Regions from separate parts of the Mus musculus genome. Here regions 1, 2 and 4 are each linked to region 3. Evidence: chromatin contacts called from public HiCAR-type and HiChIP or PLAC-seq data. All regions are on one chromosome and are shown on one strand. The core of a region is the stretch at or near the end of the contact, and the rest is flanking DNA. Distances in the headings are between cores, read along the strand shown.

Region 1 (2,974 bases), core at 447-2,946, 310 kb before region 3:
AAAGGAGACAGAAAAGGAGGAAGAGAAATGGATTCCACCCTACCCCACCTTCCGGTTTGAGTTGAGATGATCTACAAATTAGCAAAACAATCCCTAAGACACTGCTTCTCCTCCTGTGGGTCCTGACCCACACAGGGTCACACACCAGATATCCTGCATATTTATTTACATCAGATATTTACACTCCATGACATAGCAAAATTACAGGTATGAAGTAGCAACAAAAATAATTTTATGGTTGGGGGTCACGACAATATGAGGAAAAGGGTCACAGCATCAGGAAGGAAGGTTGAGGACCTCTAAGAGATATGCATGAGGCGAAAGAGAAGGCTGGGCAGATTCCATGACAGACTTCAAATTGACAGTCAAGGAGACTAGGCCTAAAACCTGGGTAAGTCCAGGCATGCCTAGGGAAGTCAATTACTAATAGAAAAAAACCCAGGCTCCAGCCTTCATGCCCAGGTCATGGAATGTCCCAGCCGCCCGGCCTGAAGCAAGGACCATGGGTCAGCAGTAGTTTCCAGACTTCCTGAGCTACTTTTTCAGTAACAGTTCCCAGACCTTCCCAGCAGGTTTCCAGCCCCCACACCTCAGTAATGGGATGTCCCTAGAGACGGACCCAACAGATTTAACACAGAGGTCACCTACCCCAGAATTCCCTGATGTGCTTTAAATCAGGCCTGCAAGCTCACTTGGGCGTCTCTCTTTCTTGGTAATGGGGAGATCCCAGCATGCTGGACTTCTGCAGAATAAAACCCTCCTTGTTTACATACTATCTGAGTTCAGAATGCTATTCTTCAGCAAATCGTGGATCCTTACACTAAAACTGCTTTGTAGGTCTGAGGTGGTAGATTTTTGGCAGTATAGTCCCAGAATATTCCATACTACAGGCTGGCCTATGACAACTTTCACAAGCACCTCTTCTTTAAAAAAATGAAACGAAAACTGTCCGTCCACATTGGAATAATGACCATTCAACCTGCACCTTACAGCACACTTTCTGTTCAAAAGTTCCACCTTTCCCTTTTGATTTCTAAAGAGATACGAACAGGTACTAAACTTGGTGGGATCTGTGGGCCCTTTATTTTGTGCCTGCTGGAATGCCAGCCCTGGGGGGAAGTGGGGGGACGGGACGGGACACGGAAACAGCCCAGCAGAGTGGGTTCCACTGACACACCACACTCTGTTCTCTCCTAGCTTTTACGGCTCCTCTTTGGAGCTGGAGGGAGTTAAGATCTGCTTTGGCCTTCAACAGATGAGTACATCTTCCAATGATGTCCACCTCCAAGTCCAGTTCATGAAATTAGTAAGGATGTCCCCATCTCAACAGATGGCTAATTGTGAAGCCAGGGCTTTTGCTCGTGTGTGTAAATGAGCCTGGCTATCAGCCTGAAAGCTGTTCATTTTAGTATTTTTTTTTATTTTTACAAAAACAATCAAAACTCTAAAGTGTCTCCTGTCTGGATGGATATTACCATCCCCACCATCCAGGTGACGGGGGTTTGACACACTAAGAACCTCTCCTTGGTGGCTGCCTCTGACACATAGCCAATTGGCAGACATTGCTCCCGGGTCCCCCTCAGCGGTTTGCTCTTCTAAAACCGGAAGAAAGCACACAGGAGTCCCCCTTTGCATGCCCCAGTGACCTATGTGAGTGAATGCTGTTTTATTTCCTGTTTCTGTTAGACTATATGTGGCACTTTCCCCACTGTTTCCTCAGTCCCAATCACCCACATGTCTCAGAAGAGTGCCGGAACCCGGGTGATTACACTCTGTGGATATCGGAGCCAGTGGGCGTTGGTTTGTCAGGCGCAGGCATATTAGCAGATAACAGAGAACTGCTTAGGCACACACACTTAATTGGTTACTTTTAGTCACACACATACCTAGTTTAATGAGAATCACTCTTCAGTTGATATGAGCTAGTTTACTGACTTCTAATTCTTAGCCTTTGCTCTGTAAAAGCCAGTCTTCTTTCTGCTTTGTATGTATGGCCTTCCCCACGCCTTTCCTTCTGCCCCTAGCACCCCAGGTTCCTGCATTCCAGGCTGCCTCTGTCTCACTAGTAGCAGAGGATGGCCTTGAACTCTCTACCCTTCTGCTTCCCCCTCTCAAGTGCTGAGATTACAGCTGTGCACCACCTGGCTGAGTGCAGACTCATTCATACTTTAAGGCGGGACTTCCTAGAACTATCTTCCTATATAGTTTTCACCTAGCCATCTTCCCCGTTCTCAGGGATTTGCTAAGCACATATCATATTCGTCAATCTGATGCCAGACATTTATTCATATTTCATTAACTTTAAAATTATAATGATCCCCCATTGAGGCAGCTCACAGTTAACTGTCAGCTAGATGCTGCCCTGGGGTTGGTTGTTTTACCGGTTGGCATAATGAGGCTCTTCGAATTTCTGTCCACTGACCTCTTATGGACCATTGGAGGAAGGCCTGCAAACGATCATTGTCTGGTATCTAGTATTCTGTTGGGGGAGTGACGTCTTAGTGCTGATGTCCATGGCTTGAGAGGAAATCCCACGGCTAAAACAAGAGCTCTTTGCAGACACACTGTCCCCTCAGCACTCTGGAGGCACGGGCAGTGATGATGTACTTAACTCAGAATTGGACTCTGGGTGTCAAGTTTAGGAAATTGAACCTATTTCTTCAGATGATGTTTTCCTTTGTGTGGATGTGTAAGAGGAGTGTGCCAAATGGCTGTGGGAAAATATGTTGCTTGAACCAACCAGGGAAATGTCTAACAAAACCCCGCGCTTTGATTTTATTAAGCATCGGGTCATCCTTAGGGGCTCCCTGCCCCTTACTTTTTCTTTTAAGATTTACTTTGTTTTTCAAAGATTTTGTATGTGTGAATGTTTGTCTATCTGTGTGCCTGGTGTGTCCCTGAAGGAGGAGACCATGAAGGCACTGGATACCTTAGAACTAGAGTTCCTGCTGCTTGCGAGCAGCCATGTAAATGC
Region 2 (3,267 bases), core at 62-2,561, 280 kb before region 3:
AGGTGCACGTAATAGAGAAGTCAGGGTCTTCTCCTCCAAGCCGATGAAGGAGTCTCCTGCAGCCCCATGGGCAGCCTAGACCCTAGTGCTGGAAGCCCAGCTTAGCTAGCGATTAGATGGGAAGCATCAATTTCGTTTTGTTTACAAATTACAGAGAGTGCATTTGATCAGCGTACCTTTTATCCATACTTTAGTGATTCTCATCTCTGCAAGGCATCGACTTGAGACTTAAAAACATAAAAAGCCAAAGGGCTAATGGAACAAACGCCCTAGGCCAGAAACCCAGACTTTGCATTGTGCGGGAGGAGCAGGATAATTTTTTTTTTAAAGTTCAGCTGTTTTTCAAAAATAATTAAGTGTATTAGCAAATTTCTATAAGGATTATTTTTTTAGTGTGTGCATGTGTGTGTGTGTGTGTGTGTGTGCGTGTATATTTCTGTGTATTGAGATGTGTATTAATGTGTATGTATTGTTCTGTGGGTATAAGCCCAAGGTTGACATCAGGAATTTTAGTTTGTTGCTTTTATGTTTTTGAAACAGAGTCTGGTCTGCCTTCTCAGCTGGGATCCCCTGCCTCTGCCTTCTAAGTGCTGGGATTACAGGTGGCCACCTTTCCCTCCCCCACCAGCTTCTACATGGGTCCTGGGGATCTAAATGCTGCCAAGTGACACCCTTGCAGGTCCGGGATTTTCTTTTTAATCATAGGTGGCATTTTGTCCAGAATCATATAAAACAGTTAAGCACGGAGGGACCAGAAAGATGGCTTAGCAGTTAAGAACACTTGCTGCCTTTGCAGAGGACCTTAATTTGGTTCTTTGTACCATGTAAAATAGCTTAAAATAGCCTGTAACTCCAGCTCAGGGGATCTAATGTCCTCTTCTGGCTTTTGTGGGCACCTGTACACATATGGCATATATGACACACATATACAGGTGACTTTTAAAAAAATCTAAACCAGCTAAGCACTGGCCTAAATATGGCTATATAAGTTGTTAGATCAGTTTTAAATTAGTTTCACAATAAATTTCTGAGAGATTTATGGATTTATGGACTCATCAAAGATCCATTTCATAGTATCATAGCCTTTCTTACCTACTACATTTTGTTCAGGAAAAAATGTATGCTTTCCCCAAGTAAGTGGCTTTCTTGTTTCTGTAGAAATGAATGTACCTTTGAAAGAGTTAGGGAAAAGGTAATGGCCCAAAGTGAACAAAATGAGAGAGTCACGTGACACGAGTCCAGGACACGAGGCGAGTGGAGGTGACTTCTGAGCCATGGAGTAGTAGCTCACGGATGGCTGATCATGCATTGGTGGTCATGAATTACTTTTGCTTTGAGCAGATCAAGCTAGAAGCTGGGCAGGATCTGGTGAAATGGAAAAGATGACTCTTTCGTTAAGCAGTGATGAGCACTTAATTGTGTGTTATGACTTACTAAAAGCAAGTAAGCATTATTTGAAATAAACTCAGAGGATGAGTACAGGCAGTGTGTTCCAATGGGACACGTATTGTGTGGCAAGAGCGGAGATATTCCGCAACATAGACGCAAAGAGTTTGGCCAGATTAATGCTGATTTCTTTTATAACAAACAAACTGACTCTTAAAGATACTTTACATATATTTATATCATATATCAAATATATATATATGCATACACAACACACAAAGTACAGGATAAAGAGAATCTAAGCAAGAAGACTATACAGCACAATGCTTAATTATCCATAGGAATACACATATATTTTTATTACCTTATTAGGATTTCAGGGGCACTGGGGTGTAGAAGACAGAATAGATAGGACAGTGACTGGCAAAGAATCAGCTCGACTACATGGTTATAGCCACCTATTGTTTCTGACTAGCCTGACACATTAAAATTGATTGATTGATTGATTGATTGATTGATTGATTGAGACAGGGTCTCACTATGTAGATCTGGCTGTCCTAGAACTCACTCTGTAGACCAGGCTGGCCTCAAACTCACAGAGATCCATCTGCCTCTGCCTGATGAGTGCTGGGATTAGAGATGTGTACCACTACAGCCAGCTTCCTGCATTAAACGTCGACATATTTAACGTCTGATGACTTTGCCTCAGCTTGTTTGCTTCTGTTACTCGCTAGGTCCCATGGAGCTAAGTTTCCCTACCTCGATTCTCTCCTTGTGTTTAGAGTTCAGCCTGCTTAAGTTTAAATGGACAAGATGGTGTTATCTCTCTTCTTGTCCAGATTTGCAGTAAAGACTGTAATTCCTTTGGAATCCTATTGTCTCCTCCTGATAGCTGTAGTAAGTTGAGTGTCTGGAGACCATCTGAAGTTTCACAGTGGTGGCAGGACCACACTTGTCCTCTGCTGCTTCAGAAAAAAAAAATGTAATCCTACACGTGACACTCCAGTGTGCTTTGAGAAGCCACTCGAAGCAAGATAAAGCCATGTCCTCAGAGCAGGGGCAACTTCAGCAGATGGGAGGGGTGCGGTAAGATGAAGTCCTTTGGAACAACCTTCTAGCAGGAAGCACCAGCCAACCTTCATTGCCTCTCTCAGTGCGGACGTGTTTTTCAAGCAGGCTGCTCCGTGGACTTCTGACCTTTCCCCATTCTCTCCCCCAGTCACACCCTTCCACCCTGCAGCCACTGAACAAGAGCATGCGATCAATTCAGGTGCACAAACTGTTCATGCGACAGTGCGAGGAATCTCAAAGTACAGACACCATAGAGATTACGTGAGTTACAAGCACAAAGCCTCCTATTACTAAATTAGCTTGGCACAGGTTTAAAGAGTTTAATTTTGCTCAACAAACATTAAACAGTCCCTTCCTCAAGCTCCCCGTTTCCCTCCCCCAACTCCAAGCCTTTGTATTCACTATCCTGTCTTTATTCTTACAAAGATTTTTGTTGGTCTTTCACCAAAAGTCCATTTTCATTTCCTGGAATAACGAAAGCATATGCCATCCGGCAGACACATCAGCCCACTGAGCCTGAAAGCACCTCCTTTGTGTGGAAGACCTCCTAATCCCTGGCATTACCTTCTGGGGGCATCTTATTGGTTAGGCTGTGGCAGGCTTATGCGACTCTGCTGAACTTTGTCACAGTCTTGGTCACCTTGGTTCTCTACAGATCACACTGTTTTTCATGTCCCATAGTCCCCTGAAAAGCCTCAGTGTGTGTGTGCATTTCTTTTTTATTAGCAGATGGCCCTCCCCCTGAATGCGTCATTAACTGTAGCCCAGAGCTCTGTTCTGCCAAGCATGGCCCAACAACACCGGGTCTTG
Region 3 (2,996 bases), core at 311-2,810:
TGTTGTACCTAAATCTATCAGATTACATATGACCAACCACGTCCTATGCAGCAAACCAAACTATACATATATTTCAAACATATATATATATATATATATATATATATATATATATATATATCCACCTCCTAGCCAGCTCCCAAACTGGTAGTTATCAGTAAGCAAAGTTTTAAATGCTGACTTAAAGAACTGTTAAAGTCTACAATGCCCAATAGCCCACACTTTCACCTTTAAAAGAGAGCTCTTGTCCTAAGCGTTCTTATGTAATGAAACCAACACACGATTCGTTGGAGTCTTATTTTCCATTTAAGTAAGATGGAGATACAATTCTTCCTGTTTACTGCTCCCAGGTTCTACAGATGGCTGCCTCACTGGTCTAATGATTTTGCCTGAATATTTGACTTGAGGGGAGGGGTTGAGAGCTAAAAGACAATGTGTTTCCAAACTTAAGCCCCACTTACACAGTGACTTTCACAAAGCGTCGCCCTTAAAAGTCCTGTCCAAAATGCACCAAGGAGACAGTGGGAACCGGAGAATTTTTGAGGTTTGATTCGTATTTACATCCATCCTTTAAAGGTCCCTTTCAGCGGAGTCTCCAGGATGTCAGCAACTGCCCAGTGCTGCCTGCCTCTCCTAGGTTGTTCTTCTCCCTCCTTTTGGGATGTATTTTCCTTTTTCTACGAGGTCTCTACACGCTGAGTCGAGAATCTCCAAAAACCCACGTTCATTCGGTGATAAAGGCACAATGAATGTGATAGCGTAGAAGCGATATTTAAGGCTCAGTCTTCATCCACACCCTTCTTACTGATCCTTCCCCCCTGGTAAGCCTGGAGATTTTATTTTCGCTAGGGTGGTGTGCCCTTGTCTCCGAAGTGTGTGTGATTCACGGTTAGTAGAGTCACAACTCTTCTGTTTGCCTTTGCTGAATCTCTTCTCTCTGGTTAGGTGAGCAATGTGTTACATTTTCTCCTTTTCCTTCCCCTAGTCCCTAATTCTCGCCTTATTCCCTCTGTCAGAGCATCTATCAATGTGGTGTCGACCACAGCGCCAGCGGCTTTCTCTTTCATCTTCCTCCCCTTGCCTGAGTGAGGGGGCTAGAGTGGGCGGCGGGAAGGAGGTTGAAGAAAGACTGGCAAAGGACTAGAAGTGAGGCGCCGGGGGCGGGGTGGGGTGGGGTCGGCAAGAGAAGAAGAGATGCTCAGATGATGAAGTTAAGCCATTCCCGTAGTTTCTCGTCAATTTTCACGTGGGCCACACTGTTCTTTGGGGTTGGGTTACACACAGCACCCAGTCTATCTTCAGGTTGTATGGTGTCGTCCCCCCCCCCCCAGGCATGAACAGGCGGGCGCAAACACATACGCACCCCCACGGCGCCCCCCCCCCCCAAGTATGACTCGTCCTTTGGGTGCTAGGAAATGAACTAGGGCTGGGGGGGGGGGGAGAGAACCTGGATCTCCTCCTCCTCCTAACAGACTCCCTCCTCCCCACCCCTCCAGCAGGCAGCCAAGGAGAGCAGGAGGCGGGGGAGGGGCGGGGGAGGAGAAGCGACGCAAGTGAATAGCTTTGCAGCGCCGGCTAGGCGCGGCGAGGAGAAGCGGTGGGAAGGCGCAACCGCTCACCTGCGGGGCAGCGCGCACCGGAGGGACCGGGCTGCGCTTTCGTGGGCCCTGGCATTCGGACATTCCCGGAGCCTTGCAAGCGGCTACGCTCCGGGTGTTCCCCGGCCGGTCTGCCCGGAGGAGCCGAGGGGCCACCGGCAGCTCTTTGCTTTGACCGAGGGGAGGCGGGGAGAGAGGCGAGCCAGGCAGAAACTCGAGCCGGGAACAAAGAGGGATCGGGCTCGAGTGTGTGTGTGTGTGTGTGTGTGTGTGTGTGTGTGTAAGTGTGTGTATCGGCCCGAGCTGCGGGCTGGAACATTTGGGCCCGAAGCTCCTGCTGTGACTCCCCAAGACTCCGCCGTGCCAGCCACCGCCGATTCCCAGCGCTCATCATCACAAACTTTATTCTTGGCAAACTTCTCTTTTTCTCCCCTCCTCCTCCGCCCCTCCCCCTCCAGCAGATTAAATGCTCCTCCAGAAGGAAAACCGAAGCGAAAGGGAAGGAAAGAAGCTCTAACGCGGACGTCTGCAGCCCGGTGGCTCTTTATTGTTTACTCTGAAGGAAGTGGACTTTTCGGTATTTTCTGATTCTTCTCGTACCTCCGCTGGGGCAAAGGGAGCCTCTTGGCCCAGCTCTCCTCTTCTCAAAAACAAAACAAAACAAAACCCCAAATCACCGAAATCAGCATCCGAGGAATCCGTGGAGAGGTTTTGCACGGTGACGCACCACGGGACCCTCGTTTGCACTTTGGCAAGTCGTGTCCCCTCCGGAACCGGTGTCCTCGAAGCACAGACCCCAGCAACGAGTGCGGCGTGGGGTGGCCACCCAGCCCTGGCAGCCTAGCCTAGTGCACGCGGAGCGGCGTAGACGCTCTCAGAGGCGCCGGCGGCTGCCGCCCTCGCAGTCTGGTGCCCTTCGCCCCAGGGCCGGGCGCCGGCGTCCTTCTAAGTGGGAAAGCGCGGCAATCGCAGAGGCTCCTGCAGCTGCTCCAGCCGTGGGCCCCTCGCTTGCCCACCCGGCTTCCATTCACAGTCCTCCCGCACTCAGTCTTCCAACTCCCCCACCTCACATCGACCCTCCCTTCTTGCTGTCTCGGAGTGCTCCCGCAGCGGAGCGGAGATTACACAGCCGCCGGGATGCCCCAACTTTCCGGAGGAGGCGGCGGGGGGGACCCGGAACTCTGCGCCACCGATGAGATGATCCCCTTCAAGGACGAAGGCGATCCCCAGAAGGAGAAGATCTTCGCCGAGATCAGTCATCCCGAAGAGGAGGGCGACTTAGCCGACATCAAGTCATCTTTGGTTAACGAGTCCGAAATCATCCCAGCCAGCAACGGGCATGAGGTGAGTGGGCAGCTGTCCGGAGAGGCGTGGCGGGTCCCGGGGAAGCGGAGGGGA
Region 4 (2,960 bases), core at 26-2,525, 350 kb before region 3:
ACCCACTGATGTTCTCATCAGCTTCAGAGTTTTGGTTTTTTTTTTCCTAGTGTCTTAGAGTTGGAATCCTGAGAAAAGAGTCAAGATTATCTCTCTCATGAAGAGCTATAGGAACACAAAAGCTCCTATTTCCCTGGGAGTAGTGGGAAGGTTTTAGTACAGGTTAGGGACAGCAAGATTGGGAGAAGGACAGGAGAGTCAATTAAAACCAACAATGCACAAAAATGCCACAAGGAAATCTGATGCTTGATAAGCTAATTTAAAAAGCAATATAAGATAGAAGAATTTGAACAGAGGTGCCCTGCTTCAGTAGATAAGGAGATTTCCAGAGGACGTGGGTTATAAAGTGAAAATCCCAGTGCCAAAAGTGGACTGCCGCCCTATGTGTTGTTGGTTAGGGAGATCCTGGGGTCACCTTCCCCATCCCCCAGTGCAGAGTGATTGAAACTGCTTTTGGTTGCCATCAAGAACCAGACTGTATGACTGGGTCGCTGAAGACATCACATGTGTTGATCGGAGTACACAGATAAATCAACCAAACTGGAACTAGGCTAAAGGCTTCCTTATTGCTGAGTGGTCCTCATGGTGCTAGAAAGGTGTTATAGATTTAGGGGAATGGTTGTCATCAATTGTCTTACTCAGCTATTGACCCCAGATGCAACACTACCAATCATCCAGGCAACCTGCTCACCAGCACAATGGTGGCCAGTCTGTTAGAGGGCTAACCAACCAGCTTCGAATGGGAATTGAAGCCTGATTGACAACGGAGAATTCACCTCTAGTGCTGTAAATGTGGTCAAAGCCCACGGCTGTGAGAATCATAGGCCTTAGTGGAGAAGCCGCTATTTTGCTGAATGAACATGATGATCACATCAAACTGCCTTCTAAATAACTGGGTTTGTGCCCACAGACTAGTGCTGCTGTGTGCCGTAGCCAGAGAGACTTCTTTTTGCAGTGGTCAGTAGTACCCGGCTATCATGATGAGAGTAAGAGATGGGTGAATGCTAGCCAGAAGTGGGACATCCATATCTCCACCCCAGAGGCTCGGGGGACATTGTAGAAGGAAGGGTGGAAGGAATGTAAGAGCTGGAGGAAGTGGGAGAGGGTGCGGAATGCTGACTTGTGACCATAATAAGGCCACTGCACCCTGGCACCCAGAGCAGCTGGGATTGCCTGCACAAGACTGTGCCTGTCAGCAGCTTTCTGTAGAAGGGAGAGGCACTCATAAGGTCTGCCATTTCCTGAGGACTTACGTGCGTTTCCTGGTTGTCAGGAGATAGACATTTCCTTCAATGGTGTAACCCACAGTGTGTGATCCAGTAAACAATACCTGAGCTGAGCTCCTGTAAGCAACTGTAATGAAACCGATTGGACCATCAGAGCATAACAAATGTAAGAGTAGAAGGGACTAGCTGGGGGAGGAGAGGGGAAGCAGAGAGGATAACGGGTATGTGTGTGGTGATTATGATCAGATATACATGTACAAAGATGTCCTATTGAAACCCACTATTGATCGATACTAACAAAAATAAAAGATGGAACCACTTCTCAGGGACTCTCTTCCTGTAGTTGGCTAGGTTTTTTTTTTTTCTCATGTACTGGGGAATACAGAACTGTGGTGAACCAGAGCTTCCTACATAGCGGGTAAGTATTCTACCACCAAATTTCAGCCCTACATCTTTCCTTGTTTTTGTTTTGAGACAGGGTCTTGCTAAGTTACTCGGGATGACCTTGAACTTGCAGTTCTCTTGCTTCATCTTCTGAGTAGTTGGGCCTCTCTGGCCATGACCTTTGTAATTTCTTTGTGATCGTCATGAAGACTCAGTCCTACACAAGTCCTGCCTATATCCAGTCAGCTGAGCGCAGCCATGGCGTCACTGCAATTTCTTAGGTAGAATAAGTCCTAGGTTTTTATTTTTAACTTAAAATATAGTTTGGTTTCTATTTCAGTGCTGATCACATAGGCACAGGTGGCTCATGAAAATCCCGTGAGCTGTGTGTTTATGATATACACAACAAGTCTAACATATTAGCCTTTGAGGGGGGACTTTCTCTGTAGCAGGGAGACGACTTAACAACTGTTACAGAGAAACCTCACAAATCTGGAACAAGGGTATGGTGGGGAGGAGCGAGCATGCTCAGAGTAGATCAGCTCATTTTTAGTCATTCTAGTCAGTCAAGCACATTTAGTTCCTTGGTTTAGCGCCTCCTCTGCCCCCCCCCCCCCAAGAATGCAAGATGACATCGGGATTCTAACACTCATCTGCAAATACCATAAAATTAGGTGGGAAGAAATAATTTTCTTAAAATATGTGTGTGTGTGTGTGTGTGTGTGTGTGTGTGTGTGTGTGTGTGTGAGTGTGTATTTGAGGCAGAGGCATGTATGACATGGCACACGTGTGGAAGGCAGAGGACAACATGAAGGTCTGTTTTTTCCTTTTACCATGTGGGACTGAACTCAGGTCCTCAGGCTTAACCACAAACACCTTTAAGAGCTACCTTGTTGGCCTGGAGGCTTCTGCCTTATCATTTTCAGATAGCCCTTGCACCTCCCAAAGGCTTGCTTCCTCTTATGCAAACTGTTGAAACTTCGTTGTACCTGAATTATTAAGCAGCTATAGGAATGGTTGGCTGAGTATGCAAATTTCCATCTCCCTGTGTTCTCAGGGCTGAGGTTTCCTCTATAATTCCCAGCTGGGAGGAGGAGGCTGGTTGTTAGAGGGACAGGAGAGATGAGAGAAAGCAGCAGGTAGGACAGGATGGAGGGGTACATCTGTTGGCACGGACATGAGAAACATCACGGACTGAGGGATATCACACGGTGTCCGTGAGAAATGGTTAGTCAATATGTATTGATCAGCTGGTCCTGGTGGTACATGACTGTAACCTCAGGATTTCAGAGGCTGATGCAGGAGGATTGTGAGTTTCAAGCAAGCTCTAAGTTTTATAGGAAGACTTTG

Evidence for each region. HiCAR-type assays count read pairs that join an accessible place to other places. HiChIP or PLAC-seq counts read pairs in DNA pulled down with a chosen protein or histone mark.
Region 1: a contact with region 3 is called in an H3K27ac HiChIP or PLAC-seq map of CD4 single positive thymocytes, with 8 times the contacts expected there. The contact joins the enhancer-like site here to the promoter of Lef1 in region 3. A contact is called at or near these places in 8 of 39 promoter capture datasets (the 3T3-L1 cell line, the C10 cell line, cranial neural crest and 5 more), 1 of 15 datasets of contacts at CTCF or cohesin (large pre-B cells), 3 of 484 Hi-C or Micro-C datasets (bone marrow-derived macrophages, embryonic stem cells and regulatory T cells), 22 of 115 datasets of contacts at active chromatin or transcription factors (the 230-238 cell line, CD4 single positive thymocytes, the NIH/3T3 cell line and 16 more) and 4 of 9 other capture datasets (embryonic stem cells, liver, macrophages and 1 more).
Region 2: a contact with region 3 is called in an H3K4me3 HiChIP or PLAC-seq map of the 230-238 cell line, with 27 read pairs. The contact joins the enhancer-like site here to the promoter of Lef1 in region 3. A contact is called at or near these places in 10 of 39 promoter capture datasets (the 3T3-L1 cell line, the C10 cell line, cranial neural crest and 7 more), 1 of 15 datasets of contacts at CTCF or cohesin (large pre-B cells), 12 of 484 Hi-C or Micro-C datasets (the C10 cell line, brown adipocytes, embryonic fibroblasts and 6 more), 19 of 115 datasets of contacts at active chromatin or transcription factors (the 230-238 cell line, the SCID.adh cell line, T-cell acute lymphoblastic leukemia and 15 more) and 5 of 9 other capture datasets (adipose tissue, embryonic stem cells, liver and 2 more).
Region 4: a contact with region 3 is called in a HiCAR-type map of Th2 cells, with 6 times the contacts expected there. The contact joins the enhancer-like site here to the promoter of Lef1 in region 3. A contact is called at or near these places in 17 of 39 promoter capture datasets (the 3T3-L1 cell line, 3T3-L1-derived adipocytes, the C10 cell line and 11 more), 1 of 15 datasets of contacts at CTCF or cohesin (large pre-B cells), 20 of 484 Hi-C or Micro-C datasets (B cells, CD4 T cells, MC3T3-E1-derived osteoblasts and 12 more), 24 of 115 datasets of contacts at active chromatin or transcription factors (the 230-238 cell line, CD4 single positive thymocytes, the SCID.adh cell line and 18 more) and 5 of 9 other capture datasets (adipose tissue, embryonic stem cells, liver and 2 more).

What each region holds. Positions count from the first base shown.
Region 1 is chr3:130,795,020-130,797,993 of GRCm38.p6, forward strand. The region is part of intron 2 of Gm36443 (a long non-coding RNA gene); the gene reads right to left. Among named protein-coding and RNA genes, the nearest start is that of Gm36443, 7.4 kb to the right of the region's middle. Within about 2 kb of position 1,697, at least 57 of the 459 cell types and tissues checked have an H3K27ac peak or open chromatin away from gene starts, as enhancers often do. A contact at or near this core is called in CD4 single positive thymocytes, bone marrow-derived macrophages, double positive thymocytes and 1 more, where this site is marked.
Region 2 is chr3:130,830,685-130,833,951 of GRCm38.p6, forward strand. No RefSeq gene overlaps it. Among named protein-coding and RNA genes, the nearest start is that of Gm36520, 20 kb to the right of the region's middle. Within about 2 kb of position 1,312, at least 8 of the 459 cell types and tissues checked have an H3K27ac peak or open chromatin away from gene starts, as enhancers often do. A contact at or near this core is called in the 230-238 cell line, where this site is marked.
Region 3 is chr3:131,108,737-131,111,732 of GRCm38.p6, forward strand. It overlaps Lef1 (lymphoid enhancer binding factor 1), which reads left to right and starts at 1,561. Exons shown (of 12, transcript NM_010703.4): 1 at 1,561-2,942. The coding sequence starts at 2,736.
Region 4 is chr3:130,763,141-130,766,100 of GRCm38.p6, forward strand. No RefSeq gene overlaps it. Among named protein-coding and RNA genes, the nearest start is that of Gm43522, 4.3 kb to the left of the region's middle. Within about 2 kb of position 1,276, at least 8 of the 459 cell types and tissues checked have an H3K27ac peak or open chromatin away from gene starts, as enhancers often do. A contact at or near this core is called in CD4 single positive thymocytes and Th2 cells, where this site is marked.